Linked DNA regions of Mus musculus: region 2 is linked to region 1. The links are chromatin contacts, called in public HiChIP or PLAC-seq maps. All regions are on one chromosome and are shown on one strand. Each heading gives the region's core, a stretch centred on a gene start, on an enhancer-like site or on the middle of the called end of the contact. The rest is flanking DNA. Distances are from core to core; before and after follow the strand shown. Region 1 holds the start of Rnf24 (ring finger protein 24). Region 2 has its middle 41 kb from the start of 5330413P13Rik.

Region 1 (7,678 bases), core at 2,134-4,633:
GCCGTCATGTGATTGCTGGGAATTGAACTTAGGACCTCTGGAAGAGCAGTCAGTGCTCTTAACCACTGAGTTATCTCTCCAGGCCCAATATATTTCTTTTTGGATGAAATTCAAGTTAGCAACTCAAACAGCTTTTTGTTTGAGTTGTATTTAACCCTGGCTGGCCTTGAACTCACAGAAATCTATCTGTGATAGAAGCCTGCTGCTGCTTCCTGACTATTTGATTTTTTTTTTTTTTTTCAAATTACCACTTCAAGCCAGGTATGGCTGTGGATGCCTTTAATCCCACCACTTGGTTGGTAGAGGCAAGCATACAGATCACTGTGAGGTCTATGCAGTGAGATGGGTCTCAAAAAAAACAAAAACAAAGCCAAAAGATAAATATTTAAACACAATACATTCCGTATTTTGCTCTTTCTTTAAAGTTTTGTTCTTGTTTTGGTTTTGATTAGTTTTTGAAGACAAGGTTTCTCTGTGTAGCCTTGGCTGTCCTGGAACTCACTCTGTAGACCAGGCTGGTCTTTGCTGGGATTAAAGGTGTGAGCCAGCAGCCTGTGTGGGTATGTAAACTTACTTGCCAGAGCAGATGTACTCATCACTGAGCAACCTCTTCAGTCCCAGGTACAGTAATGTTATACTTACATGCTGAGAGGAATGACAGTGGGAAAATAGTAAGCCTGTTTTTCTTTTATTAAACCATTATGTCTTTTGTTTGCTTGAGACTGATCTGTATTATGTAGTCCTAGCTGCCCTGGAATTCAAAGAGGTCCACCTTGCTTCTCCCTCCTGAGTGCTGAGGTTAAAGGCGATCACCATACACCCAGCTTTTAATGTTTCTGTAGGTTCATAAAACTTTCTATGTTCAGAAAAAAAACAGAAACAAACAAACAAACAAAACAAACAAAACCACGGTGATTGTAAGGGACAATAGCCTAGAGTCTGACCTGAGGCTATTCAGGCCACATTCCCTGGCAGAGTGTACTACAACAGCATGTGAGGTACCAGGCCTACCAAAGCAAGGCTGCAGGGAAGTCCTGTGTGATACCAACACATCGAAGATCTATTACGTGTTTGGTTGCGAATTATTATTATTTTAGCAGGGTCTCGTCAGGATCTCTTGTATCCCAGACTGGCCTCAAATTCACTATATAGTCAATCTCCCAAAGGGAGATGGATTACAGGTATGGGCCAGCAAATCTAGTTAATTCCGTCCAAGGGATCAAATCCAGGGTGTTGTGCATGCTAAGCAAGTACTTCGTGTTTGGTCCCTTGAATTAATTTCTGATCACTTAACATTCAGAAACTTTTGATTGCTAATGTTTGTGACTCCCACAGTTATGCAATCCCATATTGGATTGTGACCCACAGTTCACGAAAGAAAGATGCATAAAGCAAGAATTTCATTAAGAATAATGGATTGTCATCCAACCAGTGGAAACTTTCCTTCAAATTAAAAGCAAATGTTTCAGGCAGAGTCTATACATAAACAGATGTTGTGGAGGTTTACATGTCATTTTGTACTGAAATTTTACCAGGGATGAAAATATATGTGACTCAAAAATAAGTAATCTTGAAGAGAATCTTAAAGAAAACTGAACCCACTCAATTATTCATATATAAACTGCATTTTTTTTACCTCCACTATTTTGAATCAAAAGATCATAACAAAAATATTTCAAAAATGTGCTTTTTCACTCTACAAAATTAGAAGGGTAAAAAAGAAACAAAAATATCATTATCCAACTAGAGTAATAACTATCTTCTAAAATTCAAATAATCTTGCTTAAAACAAGATAACAAGGAAAAGTTTGTTGTTTATTGAGACAAGGTCTCATTCTGTGTTATGGCCTGGAAATTACTATGTAAATCAGACTGGCCTTGAAACCACAGAGATCCTACTGCCTCTTCCTCCCAAGTCCAGAGAAGGCATTTTCGGCCACACCTGCCTATCTTAAATACCTCTTTTTAACTGTCTAAGTGAACACACCCTATCAAGTTAAAGCCTATGGAACCCAGCAGCGCTTCCTAGCCTCTTTGGGGACGGAGAAGGGGGGAACCAGGAGCAGGGGCGAGGGGGAATGAAGACAAACAATGGAGGAAAAAAGGGGTGCTTTCTGATAAGTCATGTAAGATGATCTGTTCAGCTAGGCTGCACAACCAAACACACAAAAATTCAGATCAAAGCTAGGGTGCATACCACGGTAATATTTAGGTAATATCCTTTGCCAAAGCATTAAGGGGTGCGGGGCGGGGGCGGGGAGGGCGACGACCGGACTGACAAGAAGGTGGAAAGAACCTGCTAGACCACCTCTTATTAGAGCAGAAAGGCAAGAAACATAATCTGTCTGTATGGAAGAGTGGGGAAAGCAGTGCCCTAGATATATTGGGAGTATTCCTATAGATAGGTACACAAGCACAAAGACCTATTATCATGAACTAAGCCCAGAAAACAATGTTCAGGATGCCGGCGTACCGCCGCTACGTAAATAGATCACCATTAATCGTAAAAGAAAGTGTTCTAAATATACAGAGACATAAGAATGCAGACTCACACTTTCAATGAACAGACCCACTGGTTTTACAATGAGAAACAACGAAACACCAAAAGACCTGTTATCTGAAATAACACCAGAGACGAAGGGGTAAAGATGAAGTTATCTTTACACCTCTTTTCCTTCTGCCCTTTACGACGATCTCAGACGGTCTCATTTCACAGGACACACACCACTAAGGTCTCCGGAAACAAAGCAGGGTCACTAATTCTCTGGCCTGTGGGTGCACGCACGCCCCCCACCCACAAATGATGAGGCCGCCATATGACTTTCATTAATAAATAAGCCAACCAGAGAGGTCTCAGTGTGCCTTGCACGGTGTGACAACCAGGCACGAGACAAGCACCACAAAAGAAGGAGTGGCTCGGGACCAGAAAACCACTGCCACACCGCACCCCCCGAGACCAGCGTCGGTCCCCACCACCGACGCAGAGGCAGCGGCTCCTCCATCCTCCGCCCATCCCGCCTCCCCCGCCCGGGCCCAGCCCGAGGTGACCTCCGGGTGACAGCCCGCGCCGCCCTTTGTGCCTGTATGTGGGGACTAACCCACGGACCCCGGTCTCGGAGGGGGTGCGAGGCCGGCGCGCTGCCCTCAGCATCCCAGAGCCGGACCTGCGGAGCCTGCGCTTCAGCCTCAGCCGCGCGGCGCTCAGGCCCAGCCCTCCCCTCACTCACCCGGGCGACGGGCAGCGGGCGTGCGGGCGGCGGCGCCCGGAGTCAGCTTCTTGCGGTGAACTGCTAGAGCCGCGTCCGTGAGTCCGAGCCGCTGAGCTGGCGGTAGCGACTGCTTAGCTGCGGCCCCGGCGAGGGGCGGGCCCGGCGGGGGAGGGGCGGCGCCGCGCCTCTCATTCATGCCGCGGGGGCGGGGTGTGGGACCCGGATGCCCGGGCAAGTCCCGCCTCCTCACTGAGGGCGCGCGGCTTCATTGTCGGCAAGTGCGCAGGCGCGGCGTCCCTTCCGCTGGGCTACTGGCTGCTCTAGAGGATTGATTCGTGATGCCCAGCTATAAGGTTCATATCTTCTCCGCTGTGTAGTGTTTTCCGTGTATGTGGACGTTCGTAAGAGTTAAAAAAGTAAAGCTTCGCTTCTCGTAGCATCCGGCCCAAGAGTCCTCAAAGGTGAGGTACCCCTAGTTAGATCTTCCACCTGCTGCGCCTGTACAGACAGTGGAAGGAAATATATTTAAGAAACAGTGTGTCCTTTATTTAATTACATCTACTCATTACTCTCGACCCCCAGCTCCTATTCTACACTACAGACAAACTGACTCAGGATTTGGGAGCACTGAGCCCTTGCCTAAATTCTAGCAGGTCAGCGAAAGCATGCAGGAGTTCTCATAGCTACCACTGCTAAAACGGATTAGCAGAGGGTGTGGGTACCGCACCTCAGGCCTCCCTCCCTTAACTTCCCATTTCCCTGGGAGGTATTTCCCCCCCCCCCCCCGCCCCCAATCCTTCTATAAACCATAACTAGTTTGTGACTTTAAATTCATCATGGAAAATGCCCACCAGCCCATTCCTCCAGCTTTAGTAAACCATACATTTCCTAGGAAAGGGGAAGTAAGAAGGACTCAGAATGTTTAATCACAGACCCTCGACCCAACTTCCTCTCTCTCCAAATCAGGCCAACACCTGTGAGCTATTTCCCTTCTCTCCTCCCCACCTCTCCCCTGCCCTCCTCTTCCCTCCTCTCCCCCTCCTTCCCCCGCCCCCCTTCTACCTCTGCTCTCAGGATCCCTGCTGTGTTGTTGCCAGCTTAAAAGTCCTACCTAATTCTGTCACCTTGGCACATAGGCTAAGGCAGATCAGTACCGACATTAGGGTACAAAGCTTTCATATTCTTGGTCTCTTGTTCAAGGAATTGAAATAAAAGCTCTCACCGATGTGTAAAAGTAGCAAGAAAATTTAGTTGAAGCAAAGCAAGGGGGGGGGGGGGAGCAGCAAAGCAAAATAAAAAAAAAAAGAAAGAAAGAAATATTCAGGACACACTACAACGGAGCTGCAGGCCACGTGAGTGAAGATACTCAAGGGCTTGGATTACTATCTCAGGCTTTCTTTTACTGCATTCAAGAGAAGTGTCGCACAAACTAGAGTTGTCCGGGGAGAGGTTACCCCAGTTGAAGAATTACCTCCTTCAGGCTGGACTGAAGGCACCTCTGTGGGGCATATGCTTGATTAATGATTGATGTGGGAGGACCCACCCCTTGTAAGCATATCACCTGCCACCGACTGTAAACCTATACACACCAGGAATCTCCTTTGGAAAATATGTCAGTGGTTGTACTGGCTAGAGCTTTATGTCATATCCACACAGCTAGTGCTATCTGGGAAGAGAAGCCTCAATCGAGAAGATGCTTCCATTAGATTGCTTGTAGGTGAGTCTGCAGAACATTTTCTAGATTACTGGTTGACATGAGAGGGCATGAACCACTGTGGGTGGTATCACACCTGGCCAGGTGGTCCTGGTTGCTATGAGCAAGCCATAGGGCGCAAGCCAGTAAGCAGCACCCTTCCATGGCCTCTGCACCAACTCTTTCTTTCTAATCCCTCCTTTGAGTTCTTTTCTGACTCCCCTCAATGATGGCCTATTTATTACCTGTAAATGTAAGCCAAATAAACCCTTTCCTGCCCAAGTTGTTCTGGTCATGGTGTTTTATCACAGCACTAGGGGAGCAAACTGAAACAATGGTCTTGCTGGGAACAGGATTAGAGCTACTACACTGATCTGTCAGTCGAGACCTGCCCACTGGTGCAATAGCAATGACCATTGTGGTTTAGCTGAATACTTTCTGATTGGACTTGAGGCCTGCCTCACAGGGAGGAATTCATACTTGATACTGTAAACTTGGTCAAAAGCAAGTGGCTGGGGAGGTCACAGACCCTAGGGGCATCTAAGTACTGTTGTTCTGCTAAATGTTCATATTGTTAAGCTGCATCCTAAATATTTATATGTGTAACCATAGATTAGTGCTGATCCCAAGATTGGACAGAGAACCTTCTGTTTGCAGTGGCAGCAGTTAGTGCAGAGATCCATAAGTGGTCAGAGAACTAAGAATAAGTGACTATTGGATGCTTAGTCCTAAACAGGACATCTATTATGACCCCAAGGCTCAGGGAATATCATGTAGGAGGGGCCAGAAGAATGCAGAGCCAGTGGTGGGAAGGAATGTCGTGAAATGCTTTCTTCTGAGTGTGACACAGTCATGGCATTTGTGACCCTGTGCTTACCTGCGTGAGATTTAGCCAGTGAGCATCCTGGCATGGGTGGAGGGGGATTCACATCCCACCCCACCGCAACTGAGAAGCTCTTGGTAGTTGACAGCTGCTGGGAAATCAATTTTCTTTAGAAATACGTCTGCTAGTATGTTGCCTATGATCCAGTGAATGATACCCTACCTACACTGTTGTGGGGAGTACTTAATTAGGCTCAGTGAGGGGAGAGAGAAGAAGGAGAAGGGGAGGGAGGGGGAGAGGGAGAGGATGCATGTAGGTGGGAAGGAGATGGACTGGGGAGTTTAAGGGATGGGAGAAATTGAGGGGTGGATATGATCTATATACATGTATGAAACCATCAAAGAATAAGTAAAATATACTGCAAAAAACCCCACAAAACTCCCTTGTTTGGGGTCATCTGAAGACTCTTCCCTGGATGTCTGTCTTGTTGGATGTGGCAGCCCTGTGTTCTGTGTTTCCCAGTTGAGCTGTCTCTACTGATGAGGCTCCTCTCCGAGCACTAGAAGGGCATATTCTCCCCCTCTCTCTGAGGTCTGGTCATGTTGTCTCTGAAATGATGACCTGTCCCTGCTGATGCTCTCTTGCCTTAAGCCTGAGAATGGCCCTCCATGGTCTTGAGGCCCTCTCTCCTAATAAAGCTTATTCTGAATCAGTCTGCGGAGACCACTTCCTCCCTTGCCCCTTAAACCAGGACGCTGGGGGTGATCCCCTCCCTTCCTGCCTTTTGGACCCAGGCTTGCTGATGGCACCTTTCACTTTGGCACAAAGCAGACCTCCTCACCTTTCCCCTGGGCTGCTCAGACTCTGCAGCCCATTCTCATGCAAACCTATCGTCTCTCTCTCAAGCTCTCTCTTTAAAACTGATGTGCCTGTGCCACTCTGCTGTCTGGCTTTCTCATTTGCTCTTCCCAGTCTGGCACTTGAGCCTCATTTTGCAGCTGTTTCTAGAGCAGCACAGCACCTTTTCACTCCGCAACTGTTGCCGCTGGTCCCTCTCCTAGAAAAGCAACACTTATCTAGCAACACAGGAAAAAAAAAAAAAAAAAAAACCTGTTTCCTTTTTTAAATGCACAGAGAATTTTTAGAGCACCGGAAATGCCCTGAATGACACTATTATGATGGCAAACACAAGTCACACATTTGTGCAGACCTGTAGAATGGATGTCAACAAGAGTGAAGTATGGATTCTAGATGGTAATGATATACCAGTGACGGGTCATCAGCTATAATGAATATTCCACTGCAAAGCTGGAGGTTGGGGATGGAGGAAGCTATTTAAGGCCCAACTTCCCAAACCGTGGGTAGTGATCCACACTGAATGTAGGGGTCATGGAAAAACCCACAACAGTCAACGGTTTCTGAATATGCAGTAGCTGAAAATCCATTCAAAAGCCAGCACATGAGTCTGGGCTATTTCTGGCATCCCTAACCCGTGTTGCCTTGGGCAGCTTCACTGAAGTCTTTGTTTGTTTGTTTGTTTGTTTGGAGACAGGGTTTCTCTGTGTAGCCCTGGGCTGTCCTGGAAACTCTCTCACAAGACCAGTCTGGCTTTGAACTCAGAAACCCGCCTGCCTCTGCCTCCCAAGTGCTGGGGTTAAAGGCATGTGCCACCACTGCCCGGCTTCACTAAAGTCTTGATTCTGAACACACAACACCCAACAGTTTCTGAAATGGCCTTATGCATACATGTAACATACATGTAACATTTGGTACTACGTCTTTATGCAACATGACAGTGTCAATACTAATAATCATAAAAAGAAAATAGCAATCAGGCTTCAGGATAGCTCAGTGGGTACTTGATATACAAACTTGATGACCTGAGTTTGACCCCAGGACCTCACAGAGGAAGAAAACAGACTCCCGAATGTGGTGCTCTTATCTCCATATACA
Region 2 (7,678 bases), core at 2,880-5,379, 450 kb after region 1:
GCTTTGTGGTAGAGGAGCTCGTGCTGAGCCTCCTGGGACTCCACACTGATGACTTGTCGTCCCTAAGCTTCACTGTGTATCCTAGGACTTCCTGTGGGTCCTTTAAGAATTATCAAGGACTTGTTCAACCTAGACAGCTATGTCTCTGGGACAGAGGAGAGGACCAAATGACAGGGGGAAAAACTGAGAAAGCACAGAAGAGATGGAGCTAGAGAAGAAACCAAGAAGGGAGGGCCAGAGGAAGGGACCCAGCTTGCCCCATGTGCACAGAACATCCATTGGAAATTTCCTCTCTCCTCCATTATCACTTTTTCCGTGCTACCCAGTTCTTCCCATCAGCACACAAGTGTGCTGTTCACCATCTCTTCTTTAAAAAGCCTACGAGAGCCTATATGGTAGCTAAGTCATCCTCCCAGGCAGCAGCTTGGAACACTTACTCTCTCAGGCACTCCATGAGGGCCAGGGTACTGGGAGCCACTTTCCTTGTTGGTTATGACTCCAGGGCCTTAACTTCAAATGGGGCTTGAAGCTCAGCTGCATGGTTACTGGCAGGCTTCAGTCTCACTGCTTGTTGGCTGGCACATCTGTCATTAGGTAGACCTATCCCCGGGGCCACACTTGATACAGTTTATTGCTTCTCACAAAATGAAGCATAAGAGACAGAGACAGAGAGAGGATAAAAGAACATCCAAACTGTAAACTTCACTCTTCTATAAACTCTCCTCACATGTGACACATGTGACTGTGACATATCATCTCTTCTGCCACATGCTGAGGTCATGCACACACTAACCCAGCTATAACAAGGAAGGAGACTGTGCAGAATCGTGCATCCCAGGAGGTAAGTAGCTCCTCAGGTCCGCTCTGGAGGCTGACCTCCTCAAATCCCTTCCTCTGTCCTACATTCTTCTCTACATTTCTCTAGTCCCTGTAGAGAAGAACTCATGTTTTCAAACATTTTCTGTGTCAGTCAGAGTCTATGATTTCCTGTCCCCCATGCTCATTTGAATCCCTTCCAGCAAGACATTTGTTCCCACAACCCAAGTCTTGTCAAGGTCACCAGCGACTTTCACGTTACCAAATCCATTGGCCAAACAGTTCTCAGCCTTGGCTCACTTGGCTCGTATGAAACACATTGAGTCACTCTCTTTTCTTTGAACCATTCTCCAGATGACCTTCAAGATATGGCTCCACCCCTCCCTGATAGTTAATAGATATTTAATTTTAAAGAGTAAGAAATAGAGGCAAGAAATAGTTAGCAGTCACAGAGAAAATTAAACAAGCTTTAAAATGGTGCGGTTCTAGAAAAGAAAAGAAACAAACAAACAAATCCTGATGTTATAGCGCTGAAAATTGAACTCAGAGCCTATGCATACACACTTCACTGCTTGCTTATAGCCCCAGGCCACCAGGAAATGTAAAATTGCACAAGAGACGAGACACTATTAGATCTCATTGTTCAGTTAAATGGTGAGTAGTTCGCATACTCTGTCAACATGCAACTATAATCATTTCCCGTAACTATAATGAGACGATTGAATAAAGGGAACTTGAGAAGAGTTAGAAAAGATAATGGGTTGGTGGGGGGCAGAGGAGATGGCTCAGCTGTTAAGACCACTTTCTGCTCTTGCATAAGACCCACGTTCGGTTCCCAGCTCCCTCAAGAGAGCTACTATCTATCTGTAACTCCAGTTCCTAGGGATCCTATGGCCTTCTCTGACTTCCTCAGGCACACATTGTGGGGCAGTGGACCATGCCAGGACACTTGGTGAGGTCGAGTGGGTTCAGAAACTCTGGTACCCTCATACCTGAGCATAGTAGGAGTTTCATCTACTCCCAACCAGGTTCCTGTCCTCTCTCATCAAGAGACAGTCATCTCCCTTGGGGGAAAGCCTTTGTCATACAGAGCCCTGCCTCCTGAAGAAGGCCCTCTGTGCTCCCAGACGCTCATCCCCTGAGCTAAGATGGAACTACACACACACACACACACACAACCTGGGCTGGGACCCTTCAGCTGCTCACCCAACACCAGCATAGGATAAAATGTAGTCCAGTGCCTCCCATTTCATCTGCCCCAGCGAAGTTCCCACACCCCAGCAGTGAGAGAGAAACATGGAACCTCACACATGTAATGTATATACACGGATGCCAGCAGAAACTTCTTATGCATAAAATAACTAAATCTTTTTTTAATTGTAAGGCAATAAATTAGAATAGAGTGTGTGACACGTGTATATAATCTCTGCATTTGGGAAGAGTAGGCTTTTGAGATCCTATTAAAAAATAAAATAAATAAAACAGGAGAAAGGAAATTCTTAAACTAGTAACAGCAGTTTATACACATTAAAAAAATTGAAAGTCCTGGGGACAAATGGACACCCCAAGAATGAGTAAGAAAACAGACACAAGTCCACAGGCAGGTGGATGGCATGGGGAAACCAGAGAAGAACTAGAGTCAAGTTCCAGAAGAAGAAAGCCTTTCCTGGGGAAGAGAGTGACAGTCCTAGAGGAGGTAACAAGGCCACCTGCAGAGGGCTTCTGGTTACTGAAAAGGCACACCCAGCAGGGCAGACCTCCTAACAGTGCAACTCCCTGTGAGCCTGTGGCAGCCATTTTCATTCTAACAACCACAGAAGACAGGATTGCTGATAAGCGATGGGCACTTGAGTGATGTTCTAAGCCCTTCATGGTTGCCTCCCTGCTCTGCCCTCTATGTGCCCACTCTGCTGTGGCCCCAACACTCTCTCCCACTCAGTGGAAAAGGTGACCCCTGAGAAAGAGTGAACAGAGCAGTTCCACCGGAACCTGGGGTGGGGGGGACTCCAAGATGCCCTTCCAAACCTTTGCAAACCTGGGAGGTGAAAGGAGACTTGTGTGAGCCCTCCAGGGAGAGCAGTGAGAACTGAGTCTGTGATTCAGGAAGAAGAGGGGTTTGCTGGAAACCATCGAGTTAACAAAGCCAGGAACACTGCAGAGCCCTGTCCAGAAACCCATACTTACCTCTGAGGAGAGAAGACGGAGTAACTTCAGGCCTTCTCTTGTCTGTGCCGTCAGCAGAGAACCTGCATATACACAACAACAAAAGCAGGAGGAAAAACATCTTTAAAGAAGGACTCAAATTACAGGTTAAAATAGAAACTTAAATTATATGGTGCTTCCAAGAAACAAACGCCAAACAAAATGGTATCGGCCGGTTAAAAATAAATGCTTTTACCGGGCGTGGTGGCGCACGCCTTTAATCCCAGCACTTGGGAGGCAGAGACAGGCGGATTTCTGAGTTCGAGGCCAGCCTGGTCTACAAAGTGAGTTCCAGGACAGCCAAGACCATACAGAGAAACCCTGTCTCGAAAAACCAAAAACCAAACAAACAAACAAACAAGCAAAAAAAAATAAATAAATAAAAAATAAAAAAAAAAAAATAAATGCTTTTTAAAAAAAGGAGAACTGAGATTTATCAGGCCAATAAAGAAGAGCCAAGATAACAAGATACGTTTCAGATTGCACAGAATTCAAGGCATTGCATGGAACAAAGATCTTTCTGCAATGAAGTATAATCGGTTACACCCAATGTAGGTGTAACCGATCTCAAGAGTCCTGCTAGCCATACAACCTGCTCAATCTCCAGGGAGAGAAGCCCACGGATCACTGCGGTTCCTTTGAAAGGATGGTTCGCTCTGGAGTCACTGAAGGTGACAGGCAATGTTCTAAGTAAACCTCACAGGCTTAGCAAAGCACAGACTCAAGTCGGATATGTGAGAAAAGCAGCCTCTGATTGGTGGAAATGAAAGACAGAGTGGAGACCATGAGATCAGCGGCTGGTCCCACTCCTGCAACACGATGGCTCCCTGGTCCTTGCTTTGGTTCATACATTCCCCCAAAAGCTCATGGGCTGTAAACGTAACACCAAGTGCATGTGCCTGTGGTACACAGAGGTGAGGTCTCTGGGAGGGAATCAGGGTTAGACAAGGTCCTGAAATGACCTCTGGGGTAGGGTCAGTGGTTTGGTAAAAAGGAGGTCGGAGTCAGTACAGGTGACCTGAGTTGCCACATGACACTCTCAGCTATGTTATGATACAGAAACGAATCCCTTACCAGATGCTGACTCATGCAAGGCTGTGGTATTCTGTTACAGCCACAGAGAATGGATTAAGTCAATGCGGAGAGGAGAAATATCTGCAAGTGCCTGAGGGAGTAACTGACCTTGGACCTGGAGTGGTGATAAAGAACTGGAATTTCTGACACGTGTGTACATCCGCATCTGTGTGTTTAAAGCCGTCCATCCTTCTTTGCTGCTCTGAGCATCTCCCACTCTGGTCAGGCCCAGCAAGCCCGGCTTGTCTTAACTGCTTTTCTCTCACGGGCATGCTGGCTTCAATTTCTCCTGGACACAAACAAACCAAAGCCCGGTATCCCAGTGCCCTGGAGGGCTGGAATAGAAAGCTGGGGTCTGGCTCTCAGCAGTTGCAGGAGCTTGACCTAGGGCCCACGGCAGAGCTGAGGGTCAATAAACTCGGATGGAAAAACAGTGCAGGTGTTGACACACTGCTTTCCAGCTGACATGGCAGCTGCCATTGACATTCGGAATTTATTTTTCAGCCGTGTCGTTACCTGGCTGCTGGATTTGGCTACATGGCCCCTTCAAAGAGACGCAAGGCTATCTCTCCTTCGCCCGATTTGGCTTTTGTAAAGCACTTTGGTAAGTGGGATTGGATGGGCTCACTTTCCTCTGTCATTCCGAGTACTTTATTCTTTAGATATGAGATTACCGAGCAGTCTGCATAGGATTCACCCGATTGCCGGGCTGGAGAGGTGGCTCAACAGTTAAGAGCACTGGCTGCCCTTCCAGAGGTCCTGAGTTCAATTTCCAGCAACCACATTGTGACTCACAAGGGATCTGATGCCCTCTTCTGGCATGCAGGTGTACAGGCAGCAGAGCAATCACACACATAAAATAAATCATCGTCATCGTCATCATCATCATCCCCAGATTGCAGCGTGAAGCCAAGGTCCAAACAATACTAGGACGACTCTCGGGCACAGAGGTTCCATTCTTCCCGCTGCCCCTCAGCCCCTCTGAGAAAGCGCAGAGCCAGAGCTGAGCAGAGAGTGCCCCAGGCCTCTGCCCCACTCTCAGTGGGAGGGACGCAATCGTAACCAAGCTGCAGTTCTGGAACATTTGCAGACAGTCTTCTATGCTGCCCCTCTCTTGCCTTTTCTGTCCATCTTCCACTTAAATCCAATTGGATTTGAGTCCGTCCACACTCTTATTTTCATTTACAAACATATTTTAAACATATATTCATTTACAGATGCAAATCTGAGACTCTCGGGGTTTATTCTGTGTATACAGGAAGCATCATAAATAAGTGGAAAAAAAATAAGTGTTTTCTGAGATTATAACATATTCATTAGTTACAAGTGCAACCTATTTGCAAAAATCTGGAGCAAAGCACATGCAGTTTGAACTTTTTTTCTTCTTAATGTTGTATTGTATTTTCCTATATTGTTAAATTGTATTTAAAATCATTTCTGACTGCGTGTATGTCAAATAAGGTTGCAGTAAAATATATCCTCTCCCTGCTGGACATTAACTCTTCTGTGGGCTTGTGGGGGCTGGGGATATGGCTTTAGTGGTATAGCATTTACCCAGCATGCTCTGGGTTTCAGCATAGCAATAAAAAAATAAATAAAACCTGCTGTGGCAAACCTCGCCACACATATCTCTCTGAAAAAATTGACTTATGCTTTTCAAATCAACCCCTAAAAAGCACAAGTAACGGGTGACAAGCATGGTTGTTCTCCACCGTTCATTTGCTTACTAGGAGGATAGGTGACATGGACTCCAGACCCCCGACAGGAAACGAAAGGGCCTCTCATGCTTCCTCGCAAGCAACAGAACTGACGGCTTAAAGGGAAACTTGGGAAGAAGTACCCAATCCATCCTGATTTCCTGGGCCCCTTCTCACATCCCCTTCACAGCAATGCACGCCCCACCCTCATCTGAGAAGCCTCTGTTTGCACTAGATGGTAATTAACATACTGAGCACAGCTGGCCAGGCTACCGAGAATAAGAGACTACAGAAGGCTCAGCCCTAAAGGGAACATAAGCCACCACCCCACACCGGACATGGCTCAGGATCATTGCAGAAGAGAGACCAAAAGAGTCTAAGAGCCAGAAGCGGTGGGTGACCGCAAGGAAACAATGTCTTCAGACACAGTGGGGCAGCTGCATGTAGGAAGTCAAAATAGCTGCAACAGCATGCAAAAGACCTGTGTGGGCCCACGCCAGACCGAATCCCAGCATGGAGAGGAGAATACAATCCCACCCCTAGATGTGGAGATGTGGGTAATTATGAGCTATTGGGAAAGGAGACAGTTTTTTAAGAGTGTGGCCCCTGCCACATTGAGCACTCTGCAGTGGAAGACTATTTGGGGAGCATAAGCTGATCCTGACGGATTTAAAAGAAAATAGGAGACAAAGTTGGGTAACTAGGGATGGGAGGGGTGGATCTGGGAGGAGTTGGGGGAGGGGTTGCACACCATCAAACATGTTGTATGAAGATCTCAAAGAACTAAAAGGAAAAAAAAGAAAGCTTTGCTAATTTTAAAGACAAAATTGTCTCCAATTTTATTTACATTTCACAAAGAGTGGCGTTGCTTGGCTTTTTAACTGTTTATTAATTGTTGTGTATTCCTTGTTCATAACCCCTACATCACTATATTCGCTACTATGTGTTATATACTAAACCATTCACATTTCATCAGCTCAGGGCTGGTGGAGGACTGTAACTCCGGGCAGAGCAATGGTTCTTCAGCCTTGAAAACATCAAATTTCATAGTCCGATCTGACTTATAATGCAGATTATCTAGTTTTCTTCATGGCAACTACATTATTGTCCCCATTTTACAACAGAGGAAACTGAGGCCCAGAGAGGAGAGATGAACTTGCCAATGGCCACACAACCAACAGACGGTGCAGCCAGGATTTGAACTCAGGCAGTCTTACTCCGTGGTTTTAACAAATAGTTAATGTTTTATGAACGTTAAGGAGAAATTATGAATGCTCCAGTTAACAGGAATTTTTTCTTTATTTTACAGCTTGTAGTTAGTTTCTCAGTTTGCACAGTGTAAACGCAGTAAAAGATTTCTGTTTTTAGTTTCCAGTATCAAATCACAACATTTCCAAATAGAAACATTAAAAGAAACCTGCCTTTAAGGAACTTTCCTTCTTTCTCAACTCTTGTTTTGTTTTGAGAGGAGGTCCCAGGATTTCGTACCCACTGGCCTGGAGCTCACTCTATGTATCAGGCTGTCTTTGAACTCATGGAGATCCATCTGCCTCTGCCTCCACTGGGATTAAAGAGGTGTGAGCCACCACACCCACTCCCCTTCTCAACTCATGAAAACATCTGATTTCTAAGCTATTTATGGCTGGGTTTGCTGGCCTCATGCTTGGGAGGTAGAGTCAGAAGGATCAGGGTCAGGCTCAGCTACTTAGTGATGGTGTACCCAGCCGCATCTATGTGAGGTCTTTTTCGAAACTAAATAAGATCTTTATTAAAATGCACAGGATCTTCACTCAGTCCTTTGACAGGAACAGGGATATTATGTTCTTCAATTTGTCTTAAATGGGTTTTTATAATATCCTTTAAGTATGTGGTCCATTCGTCCAAGTTAT

Evidence for each region. HiChIP or PLAC-seq counts read pairs in DNA pulled down with a chosen protein or histone mark.
Region 2: a FOXA1 HiChIP or PLAC-seq map of pancreatic cancer cells shows a contact between it and region 1. The contact joins the enhancer-like site here to the promoter of Rnf24 in region 1. A contact is called at or near these places in 1 of 39 promoter capture datasets (embryonic stem cells), 1 of 484 Hi-C or Micro-C datasets (embryonic stem cells), 3 of 115 datasets of contacts at active chromatin or transcription factors (the NIH/3T3 cell line, embryonic stem cells and pancreatic cancer cells) and 1 of 9 other capture datasets (embryonic stem cells).

Annotation. Positions count from the first base shown.
Region 1 is chr2:131,349,509-131,357,186 of GRCm38.p6, forward strand. Rnf24 (ring finger protein 24) reads right to left here and starts at 3,384. Exons shown (of 6, transcript NM_178607.4): 1 at 3,228-3,384. It overlaps Gm30590 (a long non-coding RNA gene), which reads left to right and starts at 3,324. Exons shown (of 2, transcript XR_374984.2): 1 at 3,324-3,670.
Region 2 is chr2:131,802,927-131,810,604 of GRCm38.p6, forward strand. No RefSeq gene overlaps it. Among named protein-coding and RNA genes, the nearest start is that of 5330413P13Rik, 41 kb to the right of the region's middle. Within about 2 kb of position 4,130, at least 34 of the 459 cell types and tissues checked have an H3K27ac peak or open chromatin away from gene starts, as enhancers often do. A contact at or near this core is called in the NIH/3T3 cell line and pancreatic cancer cells, where this site is marked.